Linked DNA regions of Zea mays: region 2 is linked to region 1. Evidence: chromatin contacts called from public Hi-C data. All regions are on one chromosome and are shown on one strand. The core of a region is the stretch at or near the end of the contact, and the rest is flanking DNA. Distances in the headings are between cores, read along the strand shown.

Region 1 (7,638 bases), core at 3,093-5,592:
CTGGAAGGCTATCCTTGCCTTCTGTCGTCGGGCGCACCGGACAGTCCGGTGCACACCGGACACTGTCCGGTGCCCGATTTATTTCCATAAACAGTGAAGCCGACCGTTGCCGACCGTTGCAGATCTGCACACAGTTGGCGCACCGGACATGTCCGGTGCACACCGGACAGTCCGGTGTACCTTTCCGACCGTTGGCTCGGCCACGTGTCGCGCGCCGATCTCGCGGCCGACCGTTGGCCCGGCCGACCGTTGGCTCACCGGACAGTCCGGTGCACACCGGACAGTCCGGTGAATTTTAGCCGAAGTCGCCGGAGAAAAACCCGAGAGCGGCTGGTTTGCTCCACGCTGGTCTGGCGCACCGGACACTGTCCGGTGCACACCGGACAGTCCGGTGCCCCAACCTGAAGCAGCCTTTGGCTGTACACAGCCACTCCCCACTTCTTTCCTTTCTTCTTCCTGTTTCTAACACTTAGACAAGATATTAGTACACAAAACCAATGTACTAAGGCTTAGAAACATACCTTTACTTGTGATTTGCAACTTGTCCATCCATGGGCATAGATTCACATTTAAGCACTTTGTGTTTGCACTCAATCACCAAAAAAACTTAGAAATGGCCCAAGGGCACATTTCCCTTTCAAGGCAGCCCTGCCCTGGCATTATCAATGATATGGCGCTGGACGTCTCGGGCCCGATGACGCGCTCCTCCGACAAGTGCTCGGCCTGCCCACTCTTGCTCAATGTTTTGTCGGAGCTGCACAAGTCGCCCCGCTTCTTCGTCGAGCTTGGCCTGCATCTCGTGGAATTGCTCGAGTTATGTGTCCTGACCCCCGCAGGGACTGGGACCACAGCTAGCTCCCATGGGATGTCAATGCGAGACGTAGGCACAGGGGCGTTGTCATCTTGCGGCATGCCGAGGTGGTTGTCTTCGCCGTGATCCCCCTGATCGATGTGGAAACACTCGCGACTCGGGTCGCAACCCTCGTCGCCAAGGCTGTGGTCATCGTCAGAGCAGCCGGAGAGGCAGTAGTCACATGCGGACATGAAGTCTCGCATGGCACTGGGATCACGGAGTCCGGAGAAATCCCAACCGAAGTCGGAGTCGTCGTCTTCCTCAGAACCCGCGAGTCTGGATGTTGAGACGGTCGTCAGTCAGTCCCAAGATGACCACATATGGTACCCCAGAAGGTTAGGATATGCCTTTACGAAAGCGCTTACCGAAGCGGGGTCGCTTGGTGGATCGAAGCTGAATCTGAAAGGGACAGGGTGGAAAACGGATGGTACCTTTTGGTCGATGGACGGTGGGGAAGTCGCGTCAGGGACGGACCGCACCGTTATCTCAGGTACGAGGCTAACGCCCAGCAAGTCCTTCGCGAGGGTGCTGGCGTCATCAGTCCGTTCGGGGTTGGCACATTGCGGGGAAGCGACACCAGTCGTTGTCTCAGGTGCGAGGACAACACCCGACATGGCCCCCGCAGGGGGTGCCAGCGTCGTCGACTCGCTCTGGCCCGACAGCCGACGAGGTGCTGCCTCCTGCATGGCCACGGTTGCCCCGTCTCCTCCTCCTCCGGCGAGGAGGGTGGCGGGGCAAACCCGAGTGTTCCTCTTCTGCCACAGAGGGAAGTCGTCATCGAGTTCGCTGCCGCCGGGCGAGCTGACGACCGTTGTCGCTGTCGCGCTGCGAGGGGAGGAGTACCATGTCGTAGCTGCCGTTGCGGGACAGGAACTCGAGACTCCCGAAGAAGAGCACCGTCCCGGGCCGAAGAGGTTGCTGATGGCTACCCATCTGGAACTCAACGGGAAAGTATTCGTTAACACGCAGCGAGCCCCTACCTAGCGCGCCAACTGTCAGCGTTTCGGACCCGCGAGGTCCATCAACCGACCAGTGAATTTGTTGCTGCATGCCCCTGCCCAGATGGGTTGATGCAAGATGGAACACAAGCGGGGGAATGAGGCTTATATTATCTTGCACCGGGGTGCTCGTAGTAGGGGTTACAAGCGTCGCGAGGGAGCGAGGACGAGAGCGAGAGAGAGAGGGAGTCTCTGCGTGCGTCCGTCTCTGTCTCAACGTCAACGTATTGTGTCAACGTGTCTCCCCATCTGTCCTCGCATGAACCTCCCTCAACGTCTGTGTTATCACGTGCCTTAGGAAGGCCCTGGACATCCCCTTTTATAGATGCAAGGAGATGTCCAGTTGTACAATGGGGGTGTAGCTAAGTGCTAACGTGGCTGGCGGAGAAGTGCCTTGAGCCCTATACACGAGCTAACACGGCCGTCGGAGAAGTGCCTTGAGCCCTGTAGAAGCACAGCTGGCGGTGCGGCATGGATCCTGCTGACATTTGCTTGCTTCTGTAGGGGGTTTGAGAGCAACCGACGTCATGGGCGCACGCGGGGAACCATCATTACCTATTTACCGGAGTAACCTTAGATGGGACACCGGTCTTGTTCCTTCGTAGCGTGAGGCGACTAGCTAGGGGTAGGGTAATGAGGTATCCCCTGTAGCGTAGTCGGTCCGAGGCCCAGGTCGGGCAGGCGGAGACTTCTCCTGAGGCCGAGGCTGAGGTCGGGCGAGGTTGTGACTCCTCCCGAGGCCGGGGCTGAGGCCGAGGCCTGGGGTCGGGCGAGGCGGAGACCTTCTCCCGAGGCCGAGGCCGAGGCCAGGGGTCGGGGAGGCGGAGCTCCCTGTTGCGCCCGAGGCTGAACTCGGGAGAGGTCACGACTTGCTGTTGCTAGTCTTGCCCTGGTGGTTGGCACAGTAGCCGGAGCGGGGTGAATAGCTTTGTTTTCCTGTTAGATCGGTTAGTAAAGGGGCAAAGTGATTGCGGTCACTTCGACCTTGCCGACTGAGGCACGTGTGTTAGGATAAGGTGTCAGGCGATCCCCGCATTAAATGTGCATGCGATACGGTCGGTTGGTAGGGCGATCCGGCCGAGGTCGCTGCACGACAAAGTCTGTCCAAGCTGGGCTTTAGGCGAGCAGAGGGTGCGCTCACTGCCTGAGGAGGACCTGGGCGAGGCGTGAATCCGCCCGGGCCTACTGTTCCCGCCCGAGGCTGAGGCTGGGCTCGGATGAGGTTGTGTCCCTTGGTAGACGAGGCCCTGACTTGAACCGCGCTTTATCAGTTGTTTATGGTTTGTTCTGAAGATGTTTTCCGGCCGTGTTTAGGAGTATTGGGGGTACCCCTAATTACGGTACCCGACAACTATAATATTTTTATAGTATTCTAAGCAAAACTGGTTTAGAGACCAAGTATATGAAACCATGTTATTTAGTATACATGTGCAAGATGCTAGCCATAGACAAAAACTTTGGGTTGAAGTGAAGTTTCAAATACTCCAAAATATACCATGATAACTACAAAACCACGGTATTCAAAACAGAGTTTTTTTACAATGTAGCCAAACACCTATTTGCAAAAAATATCATGGTATTCTATAATATCATGGTTTTTGCGTCAAAACAAAAAAAAATGCTTCTAAACACCCCTAAAATGAAACCCAACTAGTAAACCAGAATGGTCTCTTTACGAGGGTGTTCGTTTGATATTATAATCTGACCAGATTATATAATCTAATAGATTTTAAACTAAGTGTTAGTTTAAAATTTATTAAATTATATAATCTAAGCAGATTATAATCTCAAACAAACATCCTCTATAACACGTAATAATTTCCTTGCGACAATGAATTTTGTTTTCCGAAACCGCATGATTTCATCTAACCTAACAAACTTTTGTCATTTCTATCATTGTTTGTGAGCAGCAAACAAGACAATAAGTATGATTTGCCAAGTTAAGGTCATATATTAAGATCCCCTTTCAATACATTAGTTGTTTTTTTAATCTTTGCTACCGTTTGATTTATTCTTCTCTAAGTATAAATGAACTAGCACTTTTTTACTGTACTATGCATGAGGTCAATCACGTCACGTAGCAGAGGACCTATATTGGCCTTTCTCACTCACGTTTGAGTTAAATTAAAAAAAACTGTATTTCTCAGTCAAGACAAATTAGTTAGATTTGAAAACGAGAGGGTTCTCAACTTGACGGCGTATTCGTTTGAAATTTATTTTTATGTTTTACGATATTATTCTTTCAGAATACGGTTGGGGTGCAGATATGAATAGAGGCTGTATTTATGTATATACGCTACTTGTTTTTTTACTAGAAGAAAAAAAATCACTCCACAAGCCTCGCCCACAAGTAACCAATGGGCTCTCTTGTGTCGCGATTGTGCAACAAATTTGAACTATACTTTCAACTCGATAATCAATCTAAACGGTAGTGCCTTTAACTGGAAAACCCTAATTAAATGGCAACTGATCAACCTACAGCTACAAGCTTACAACTCCACGAGCTTCCACGGCTCAGCGTCGGCGCGCAGGGCCATGACAGCTCCGAGGGCGCTACCAGTACCACCGCACACCGCGCGGCGCGCCCAGGGCCGCCACCCCCGTTCCACGCCTGCGCCGCCGCCGCCGCCGCGCCACCATCTCCATCCACAGCAGCAGGGGGCCACGGCGTCCGTGCTGGGCGTCGGCGTCCCGAGAGCCTGGCTCTCGCAGCGCACCCCAGTCCTCGGCCTCCGCGCCTGGGTCCTCGTCGCCGCAGGCGCTGCGGCGGCCGCCCTCGCCCTCTTCTGCCTCGCCGTCTGCCTCTGCCGCCGCTGCAGCCGGCGCCGCGCACCGCGCCTGGCCCCGTGCCCGCATCGGCCCGGCGCCAGCAAGTCCCTCAAGCACCGCGTGCATGCGCACCATCAAGCAGCGACAATGCCGCCGCTCCCGCCGCCGGCCAACAAGGACGCCGAGGAGGCTGCCGCTCGCTGGCGCCCCGCTTCGTTCGAACAGCCGCCGATCCAGGCCATCAAGGCGGAGCAGAAGGCGCCGCTGATCCTCGCGGAGCATTTCGCGAATTCGACGAGCGGCGAGAGCACCGCGAGCGACCAGGGCGGCAGCGATGCGGAGGTTCCAGAGGCGGCGCGGCGCGGGTGGGGCCGGCGGTACACGCGCCGCGAGATGGAGGAGGCCACGGGCGGGCTCGCCGCCGCCAACATGGTGGGCGAAGGCGGGTACGGCGTCGTGTTCAGGGGCGTGCTCCGCGACGGCACCGCCGTCGCCATCAAAAACCTCCACAACAACAGGTTGGCTTCTTCCCTCCGCTTCAGGATTTGTTCGGTTGGATCCGAACTCCGAAGCGTGAGCAGAAACTACACGCAAAGCTTTTCTAGTCTGGTCGCGATCGTATTTTTCAGTTTTTTTGCTTGCTGGATCTGATGCTGAAAAACCTCTCGTTTCATTTTTTTTAAAAAAGAAAAGTTTATTATCACCAAATATGTGCTTGATGCCCGCGAGAATAGATCGAGGTGGTTGGCACGTTTCGATTTGGATTAAATTGCTTCACGTTTCCTCCTGTGTACACAAACAAATTCAAGTTCTATCCACTCTTCAGATCAGTGTCAGATGAACCGCGTAATTAGCCACGCCAGTGATCGTATGAATCGATCATTTTACAACAAAAAAAAAATCATCAGTTGCTGTATACTTGATCAGGGGTCAGGCCGAGAAAGATTTTCGAATGGAGGTTCAGACAATCGGGCGCGTCCGGCACAAGAACCTGGTGAGTTTGCTCGGCTACTGCAGCGAGGGAGCTTGCAGGTACAGTGCAAATTACCATTACCATTACCATTGTATCTAAACGAGACATGAATGTACCTCATCGGCAGTACGTTGATCCAAAGAGTTGTTGTGTCCCCCCCCCCCCCCCCCCCCCCCCCCCCCCCCCCATCGTCACTTCAGGATGCTTGTTTACGAGTACATGGAGAAGAGTAATCTGGACAAGTGGCTGCACCACGACGACAGCGAAACCAGCTCACTGACCTGGGACATCAGGATGCGCATACTCCTTGGAACGGCCAGAGGGTAAAACAACGCTTTCTTTTTGCTTTTATCCGTACTTCTTCACTACTAGCCTGCCTGCCCTGCCCATCCATCTAATGTCCTCCGGACTGAAATTATGATGGCCAGAAAACGTTAGCACTTTGTTGACACGGCACGGCAGTACTGGTCTTGCTGTTTTAATGGGCATGATTAGGGGGAGTGGCGAGTTGCGTCTGAAAGCAACACTGTCTGCCTGCCCTCTGCTCCTGTGTCCTCTGTAGTACCAGTTTGTCACAGCTGTCGAAACCTGGATTTCTACGCAGACGGAGACACTCATGTACAGTTTGTGAGGTTTCAGGCTGGCCTACCTCCACGAGGGTCTGGAGCCCAAGATAGTTCACCGCGACATCAAGTCCAGCAACATCCTCCTGGACCGGCAGTGGAGCGCCAAGGTGTCGGACTTCGGGCTCGCCAAGCTCCTCTGCTCGGAGAGGTCCTACGTCACCACCCGTGTCGTGGGAACGTTCGGGTCGGTGTCGCTTTTTCTCTGTTTTTTTTTCGCAGGGAGAGAGGGCTGTTGTTTCAGTTCAAGGGAGTTCGTCATCGTCTCCCGCGTGCGTTGCAGGTACGTGGCGCCGGAGTACGCCGAGACCGGGATGTTGAACGAGAGGAGCGACGTCTACAGCTTCGGAGTGCTCGCGATGGAGGTCATGACCGGCAGGACTCCAGTGGACTACACTAGACCAGCCGACGAGGTGGGCTACCACTAATTGGTGTTTGAAAGCATGTGCTACTGCTCGTTAGCTCCATGCATGTGTCCAAACATGCTCTAGATCGCTGCTGCTCTTCTCTCCTCAGGTGAACCTGGTGGAGTGGCTGAAGCGCATGGTCGCCGACCGGAGGGTGGAGGAGGTGCTGGACCCGAGGCTGCCGGAGCCGCCGCCGTCCAAGGCGCTGAAGCGGGCGGTCCTGGCCGCGCTCCGGTGCGTGGACCCGGACGGCAGCCAGAGACCCACGATGGCGCACGTGGTCCATATGCTCGAAGACGACCAGATTCTCAGAGACGTACGGCGATGCCCCGTGTGTGTAATGTCAGGTTGAGCTTCACGGTGTTCTCGCTCTGACAGTGACCGCTTTGAAAATGCCTGCAGGAATTCAAGCTCGCGCGGGATCTGTCTCCTCGGGAGTCGGATAGCTACGAACGCGAACACAGCAGGTGATGGATGGGAGGCAGGGCAGCAGTCTGGGACAGGGACAGGACACTGGGAGGGATGTTAATAATAGCAAGATGTTTTTGGTACAAGTTGAGATCTCTTGCCTTGTAAGATTGTACGTATGTGACACCTTTGGTTAATAACAGGCATACGGTATTCTTGATCATCAACAACAGTGCCACCAGCTAATCCTCCTCCATCAGCCCGCTATGCGTTGCCAGTTGCCACTTTGTGAAGGAAGAACCATCACATGGTGCTGCGCAGTACCTGAATCCGAGCACTATAAGGCCCTGTTCGGTTTCCACTGATTGGAGATCCGGAATAATTCCTAGCCAAATTATTTCTCTCATTTATATAAATTTTGATGAGCTGGAACGAATCTAGGTTTATTCCTATGCAAACGAACGGGCCCTAAACTGAAAAACATGTTCTTTTTTGAGCTGGCCTGGATACTAAAATTTGTCCAGCTTGGGCCTCCTCCCCATACACGGCCCGGACTTGAGCCCCATCTCATATCCTCACATCGCCCTTTTCACTAGCAGCAGGGTCT
Region 2 (7,638 bases), core at 3,562-6,061, 180 kb before region 1:
GCATTAGCTTTACATGCGATTTGAGTGACAATATTGCAGCACCATGGCCATCCTCATCTTCTGTCCAATCATTGTCACTTTGTGCTCCAGGTAAGAGCAGGCATTCTAATTTGGGTCACAAAAACAATACACTACAATTTTCGAAATAACAACATGATTCTCACTATTTTTAACATGTTGAGTACTAGTTTTTGTCTAATCACATTGGCATCCTCTTTTGGATTCAGAAATGTCGCTGCCTGCTTTGCCTGTCTCGCCGAAATCAGAAAGCTCAGGTACTTAATTTACAATTTGCTTCTGAGATGTCATCTACTGTTTCCATCCTTAGCAAACTTAACATGCATATTTTTTTCTTCGCCCGTAGGTCCCTCCAGAACTGGGATCGGCGTTTTGTTGCTGCTTGTATTCCTCACTACCATCACTATCTGAGGAATACTTCCATCTAGTGAGCCAGAAGCTTCTTACCCCTGTTGCATTTTTTCCCCATCTGTGCAGGCCCGCGTGTAAATTGTCTGAATTACATTCTTGTAAATGAGCCTCCCCCTTGTGTCTCTTTTTGGTCCAGTGGATAGATCACAGTGCTGTTGTGTTAGAGATTACTGTTGTACCATTTTGTGTCTGAGCACTGGTTGAAAGTAAGCTAGATCTGGAGCTTCACCGCGGATGATGATCGAATGGCAATTAACAACCAGGCATGCTCTTTTGACTTGAAGTTCATAATCGAGGTTACCTGAGCCATCTGGTATCCTGAAATACGTATCGGATTACCAGCTACACTGTTGATGAACCACCACTAGAATGGCAGGTGGATTGTTACGGATTGGGATCCTCGGCAGTCGACTGCTCTCACTCGTCGGGGGACCCCACCTATCAGCCTCCTTGCAGTCGACTGAGTGACTAGTGAGGATCCGGATTCGTTGCCCCCACTTTCACTGGTCCAGCCATCTCGATCTCTTGCATGGCTGATATCACAACAACAATAAAGCAGAGAGATCTTTACCCAATTTGCAATAATCCTAAATAACACATCTTTAGTAGTGAAACTGTTTATTTTAAATTTTTTAGAACAGCTTCACGGATATCTATAAGCTTTACTAGTGAAGCTGTTTGCTTTAAAATAGCTTCACAAGTAGCTTTGCAGAAAAAGCTAAGCTATCACAGCTTAGCTTTACTAATTGAGCTATTTTACTTTACTAAAAAAGTTGTTTTTTTAAACAGCTTCATGAGTAGCTTTCTAGATGAGGTTAAGCTAGTGCAGCTTAGTAAAACAAAGCTATTTTACTTTATTAGTAAAGCTGATTTTTTTAAAACAGCTTCATGTAGCTTTCTAGATAAATTTGAGCTGTTACAGCTTAACTTTACTAGTGATGTTTTTTAACAGCTTTACGAGTAGCTTTCTGGACAAAGTAGAGTTATTTTGGATAAATTTTACCTGGTACAGCTTAACTTTACTAGTGATGTTTTTAACAGCTTTGCGAGTAGCTTTCTGGACAAAGTATAGTTATTTTGGAGAAACTTCGGCAAAATAATTTGACCAATAGCTTCGTACACATAGTGTTTGAATGCACTAGACCTAATAGTTAGTTGGCTAAAAATTACTAATAGAATTAACTAGCTAACAAATATCTAGCTAACTAGTAGCTAATTTAGTAAAATTAATTAATAGCATAACTATTAATTAGGCTGTTTGGTTGTCTCAACTAAGTGTATCAACTAACTATTAGTTCTAGTGTACTCAACACCCTATAGATGAGATAGGGAAGTAAAAAAGTGGGGAAATAAATGAGTCATGAAAAGCTATTTTTTTAGCTTTAGGACATGTTCGGCTGTTCCGGAATGCAACCAGGATTCATTCCAGTTTATCAATACTTATATTAATTCCTTTCCGTAGTAACCGAACAGGCTCTTATCCCTCTCACATTCTAGCTTCATTCCTTAGTGAGCGTATAAAAAAGAGCGTGCCTCTCCAAGTCTCCATACTAGCTTCACTCCTCTCCATTTCTTTGTGAGCATAGAAAAAAGAGATTCACCAATGAAGATGTTATGAAAAAAAAGGATACTTGGTGTAAAAAAACAGGTCATGAAACGTGAAGCTAATTTGAAGTTTGATAAAAAAAAGCTCATGAAACTGTTGGTAGCTTCACCTATGAAGCTGTTTCAAAACAATGTTTGGTTAAAAAAAACAGTCCATGAGAATGTGCTAAACAGAACCTTGAAAACAGATTAGCAGCTACGCATGACATCAGAGCGTTCAACTTCAACAATGCTGCAAAAAACTGATTCACGGACAAATGCAAAATAGCAGTTTTTGAACAAATCTCAGCAACTGTTACACTACTGATACAATTTAACAACAGGTTTCGAACAGATATTAGCTAATGTTACACAACAGATTGACAGATTCAATTCAATTGTTGGTTGATATGCTGGGAAGCAACTACAACTGTGTTGATTGCTCTGTTGAACTTTGATGTTGCAAAGGGGTTCCATCATCAGCGTCCTGAAAATGTGTGCGTGTCGATCCACTCGATGAAGGCTTTGCACCAGCTGAGACGATGTTCTTGAACCAAGCTCCCTGGAAACTAGGGCTGCCTCTGTTTTGATTGTTACCCGGAGACTCAGGTGAGGCTTGATTTTTGGAAGTCAGGCCTGCCATAAATCTGTATGCTACTCTACTGGCATTCACGATTTCTGTTTTAGCCTGCCTGAACTGCAATACATAAATTCACAAGGAAAACAATGACGATAAAACAGAAAGGTATAGATAAAACAGAAATCCCTATGCACATAATCGATATTTAAAGCTCCAAACCTAACACGTGCAAAAGAAAAATGCAAACACAAATATAAGGGATGTTTGCATTGGTGGGGAAAACAGAGGTCTAAAACATGAGTGATAGACTAGGAAAAATAATAAAAAAGCAAGGAGCAATCATAAATTTTATGCTAGGATTAAGCAAATTGGAGATAACACATTGTATCACAGCAACAAATTCTGAAATTACCTTAACTGCTGTGTTCTCAGCAACAACCACAGCAGTATCACCGGCATTGGCAAAGCGATTCACCCAACCTGCAAGGTTAGACAGAATAAAAGAGTAAGTTCATGGCATTTCAAACCTAAGAAACACAATCATGCTAGGCCTCTGGTGCTAGCAACATAGATAAAAATTCAATAATTCAACATTATGATCATGAATGTTGTTAGCCTTGAATAGGAGCAAAACAAAATCAGCTATCCACGTATCTGGACCTTGATATGTGGCTTTTGTTCAGTTTCGAACTTTGAACTCTAGACTACCCTATGTTGCTTGGCACTAAAAGGTTTTGTTGTTGTTGTATGATCAGAAATGTCAGGCAAAGACTTGACCTAGGAATCTAAACCTCCTCAAATTGTCACAAAAGTTGGCGCATTAGGACATGAATCATTAAGCACACATAAAAGAGCCTTGTCTCAAATGCAGACTAAACGGTTTAGCAGAGGTAATGTAATAATTGAGCTAATTACTGTTCTTGGGAGACATCCACCTAGCATGTAAGTTTCAAGGCAGCCATCAAAAAACTCATCAAGGGGCAACACCTGCAATGCGCTTGTGCTCAGTTCCACAATCACAAGGAAAACAATGAAACTGACTCTAAGAGCCTGCTAAACGTCTGTGTTGTACATGGTCTTATGCTCCAAAGTTGAGTCTTAAAGCTAGCAGCACTGAGTTTCATACATGAACCCCCTATTATCAAAGCTTCAAGTGTGATAATCACATAACACCAGTTAAATTGCTCAATACTTCAGCGGTAGCAAACACATGCTTCAGCAATGTTCAGTTTACACATTCGCTCATTCAGTTTGTTCATTCTTTTCCTAGCAAGAATGTAAATAGCCATGTAAATTGGAACCTGCAATCTTCCTACCAATTCGAGGACATAGTGCGTGTGTTTTCAACTCGAGAATTGTACATAATGCCACTATGAGATGCACCTTGCACAGGTTGTCGCCATTCAGAAAAAGAAAAACCATGGAATGCCCCTCCGTGGTCTTACCTGGGAGCTTGGGGACGCCGAGCCTCTCGCAGAGCACGTCGCAGAAATGGTTACAATTCCTGGAGAGGAGATCGTACGAGTGGCCAGGCCACTCGCGGCTGAGCTCCCGCAGGATCCGGTTAACGGCGGCGATGCCGCACTCGGTCTCCCCGAGGACGATGCGCTCCCGGTAGGTGTACATGGGGTTCTTGCCTATGGGGCAACTAAACACGCCGCTGCCGGACTCGCAGAACCCGAACGACCACTCGTCCTCGCCATAGACCTGCGTTGAGGGGTTCAAGAAATGGCGTGAGATTTAGGGATCTGGAGAAGCGGCACGCAAGCGTCGGTCCCTGGGATCTGAGCGATTGGCGAGGGAAGGGGGAGAGGGGAGCCAGGCCCACTACCTGGACGGCGCTGTGGAAGATGCCGCCGAGGCCGATGCGGTCCTTGAAGATGCGGTTGATCTGGAGGATGGTGTTGTTCGTCTTCTCGGAGTCACTGTTGGTCACGTCATACACGTGGAGCACCACCTCCTTCATTTCAGCCCCCACGGCCCGGCCTCCAGCGGCGGCGGCAGCGATTGCTGTGGCGGCGGCTACGGGGTTTGGGCGGGGACACGGCAAACAAGGGAGGGGATCCAAGCGTCGGCGGGCGGGTGGGTGGATGGGGGTGGAGGGGTGGTCGCTTGCAGTTGCAGGAGAGGAAAGGAGAGGAGACGGTAGTCCGTGGTCGTGGTGCGGTGTTGCCGTGTTGGGGGCTTGGGGCCTTGGGGGCAAATGGGCAATGGGGGTGGAGAAAGCGGTCGGGTTGATCTGCTCTTGCTGGACTCAATGACGACTGGGGCCGCTCAACGGGTTTCTTTGCTTGCACATATATTTAAAAAAAACAGTGCGTTGCTATAATTTTTGTCGCTCTCAAGTGCTAAACACCACCACATCTATAGCGATCTAGATTTGACCGAAGATACATAAAAGATAATAGTTAGTTTGGTTGTATGTTGCTGCGATTTATATATATCATATAAATTATATTTAAATAAATATTTAATAAAGCATGATTATATTTTTTTGCTTTTAAATTATTAGTATATATTTAAAAGCTTCTTGTGACACAAGCAGTTTCACAGTACAATGGTAGACAACAAATTTGGCGTGCATTTTTTTTAAATAGAGTGAAGGGGAGAGGTAGCGTTCGCCTGCGTGAGGGGAGGACACACAATTATTCTCATATTATAATAGTAGAGATCTACTACAAATTTAAATATAGAAGAAGATCAAGATATACAATACAAATAACATTACAAGTTAACCTTTTCATGGAAATAAAACAAACAAAGTTCTATGGAAGGGATAAAACGCATGCATAAGAGCTATCCAAGTCAGCTTACATTATCTTTTGGTAATAGCATGTCCATAAAAATTACTAAGACGCTTTAAATTTCTATGCCGCTTTGTTTCCTCGTGGTGTTGTATAGGGATGGCAACATCAACATTTTACATGCGTGACCACGAGTAAAAATCATAGAGTGTGGGTTTGATTCTCAATCTGGTTATGTGTCACACCCGGTTTTAGAAAGCAAACCGAATGCGAACCATGTACGTGTCAGGATCTGTCGGGTACCGTAATTAGGGGTACCCCCAACACTCCTAAACACGGCTGGTAACCACCATCAACACAAGCTGCAGAGACTGATGGGCGCAATTCAGGTCAAAGCTTCGTCTACTCAAGGGATGCAATCTCACCTCGCCCGAGCCCAGCCTCGGGCGATAACAGTAGTCCCAGGCGAATTCACGCCTCGCCCGAGGGCCTCCTCAAGCAACGGGCGCACCCTCGACTCGCCCGAAGCCCAGCTCGGGCAGACTTCGTTGTGAAGCAACCTAGGCCAAATCGCCTCACCAACCGACCGTATCGCAGACGCATTCAATGCGCGGATCGCCTGACACCTTATCCTGACACACGTGCCTCAGTCGGCAAGGTCGAAGTGACCGCAGTCACTTCGCCCTCCCACTGACCGACCTAACAGGAAGACAACGCCGCTCGCCCCTCTCCGACTGTTGTGCCACCCGCCAGGGTGAGGCTGACAACATCCAATATCAGCCTCAGGCGCAACAGGAAGCTCCGCCTCGCCCGACCCCAGGGCTTGTCCTCAACCTCGGCCTCAGAAGGAGGACTCCGCCTCGCCCGACCCCAAGGCTCGGCCTCAACCTCGGCCTCGGAAGGTGGTCTCCGCCTCGCCCGACCCCAGGGCTCGACCTCAACCTCGACCTCAGGAGGAATCACGTCCTCACCCGACCTCGGCCTCAGGAGGAGTCTCCGCCTCGCCCAACCTTGGGCTCGAACCGACCGCACCACAGGGGATACATCATTGCCCTACCCCTAGCTAGCTCAGGCTACGGGGGAACAAGACCGGCGTCCCATCCAGGCTCACCCCGGTAACAAGTAATGATGGCTCCCCTCGTGTGTCCATGACGACGGCGGTTCTCAGCCCCCTACGGAGGCAAGGAGACGTCAGCAAGGTCCCAGCAGCCCCGACACCTGTGCTTCTACAGGGCTCAAGCGCTCCTCCGACGGCTACGACACCGCATGCACAGGGCTCTAGCACCTCTCCGACAGCCACGTTGGCATGTACACAGGGTTCTGGCACCGCTCTGCCAGACACGTTAGCACATAGCTACTCCCCCATTGTACACCTGGACCTTCTCCTTGCATCTATAAAAGGAAGGTCCAGAGCCCTCATGCGAGAGGGTCGTCGCGCGGGAGGACGAGCTGACGAACCGGCCCACACACACTCTCTCTCCCTCGCGAACACTTGTAACCCCTACTGCAAGTGCATCCCCCTGGCGCAGGATAACACGAGCCGCGGTTTTCCCCCCTCTATGTTCCATCTCGCGCCAACCCATCTGGGCTGGGGCATGCAGCGACAATTTTACTCGTCGCTCCAGGGACCCCCCGGGGTCGAAACGTCGACAGTTGGCGCGCCAGGTAGAGGCCTGCTGCGTGTTGATGAACAACTTCCCGTTGAGTTCCAGATGGGTAGTCTCCAGCAACCTCTTCAGCCCGGGACGCTGCTCCGCTTTGGGAGCCTCAAGTTCATATCCCTTGACGGCAGCTACGACATGGTACTCCTCCCCCCGCAGCGCGACAGCGACAACGACGGCCGTCAGCTTGCCCGGCGGCGGCGAACTCGACGATGTCTTCCCCCCGTGGCAGAAGAGCAGCATCCGGGTTTGTCCCGCCGCCTTCCTCGCCGCAGGAGGAGGAGGCGGGGCAACCGTGGCCAGGCAGGAGGCGGCACCTCGTCGGCTGTCGAGCGAGTCGACGACGCCGGCACCCCAGCGGGGGACATGTCGGGCGTTGTCCTCACGCCTGAGACGACGACGAGCGTCGTTTCCCCGCAACATGCCAGACCCAAGCGGACAGATGACACCAGCACTCTCGCGGAGGACTTGCTGGGCGTTAGTCTCGTGCCTGAGATAACGGTGCAGTCCATCCCCGACGCGACTTCATCACCGTCCATCAATCGAGAGGTACCGTCCGTTTTCCACCCTGTGCCTTTTAGATTCAGCTTCGATCCACCAAGCGACCCCGCTTCGGTGAGCGCTTTCATAAAGGCATATC

Evidence for each region. Hi-C and Micro-C count contacts between places; a contact is called where the count stands out from the background.
Region 2: a Hi-C map of ear shows a contact between it and region 1, with 3 times the contacts expected there. The contact joins the promoter of LOC100276728 here to the promoter of LOC100384693 in region 1. A contact is called at or near these places in 9 of 25 Hi-C or Micro-C datasets (bundle sheath, ear, leaf and 2 more).

The regions. Positions count from the first base shown.
Region 1 is chr1:83,214,519-83,222,156 of Zm-B73-REFERENCE-NAM-5.0, reverse strand. It overlaps LOC100384693, which reads left to right and starts at 4,342. Exons shown (of 6, transcript NM_001177169.2): 1 at 4,342-5,138; 2 at 5,548-5,652; 3 at 5,794-5,916; 4 at 6,233-6,629; 5 at 6,733-6,939; 6 at 7,026-7,256. The coding sequence starts at 4,387. The coding sequence ends at 7,094.
Region 2 is chr1:83,399,716-83,407,353 of Zm-B73-REFERENCE-NAM-5.0, reverse strand. It overlaps LOC100276728, which reads right to left and starts at 4,811. Exons shown (of 4, transcript NM_001150446.2): 1 at 4,425-4,811; 2 at 4,039-4,300; 3 at 3,006-3,073; 4 at 2,134-2,710. The coding sequence starts at 4,559. The coding sequence ends at 2,438. It overlaps LOC103637510, which reads left to right. Exons shown (of 7, transcript XM_008659683.4): 5 at 1-90; 6 at 228-275; 7 at 365-715. The coding sequence ends at 429.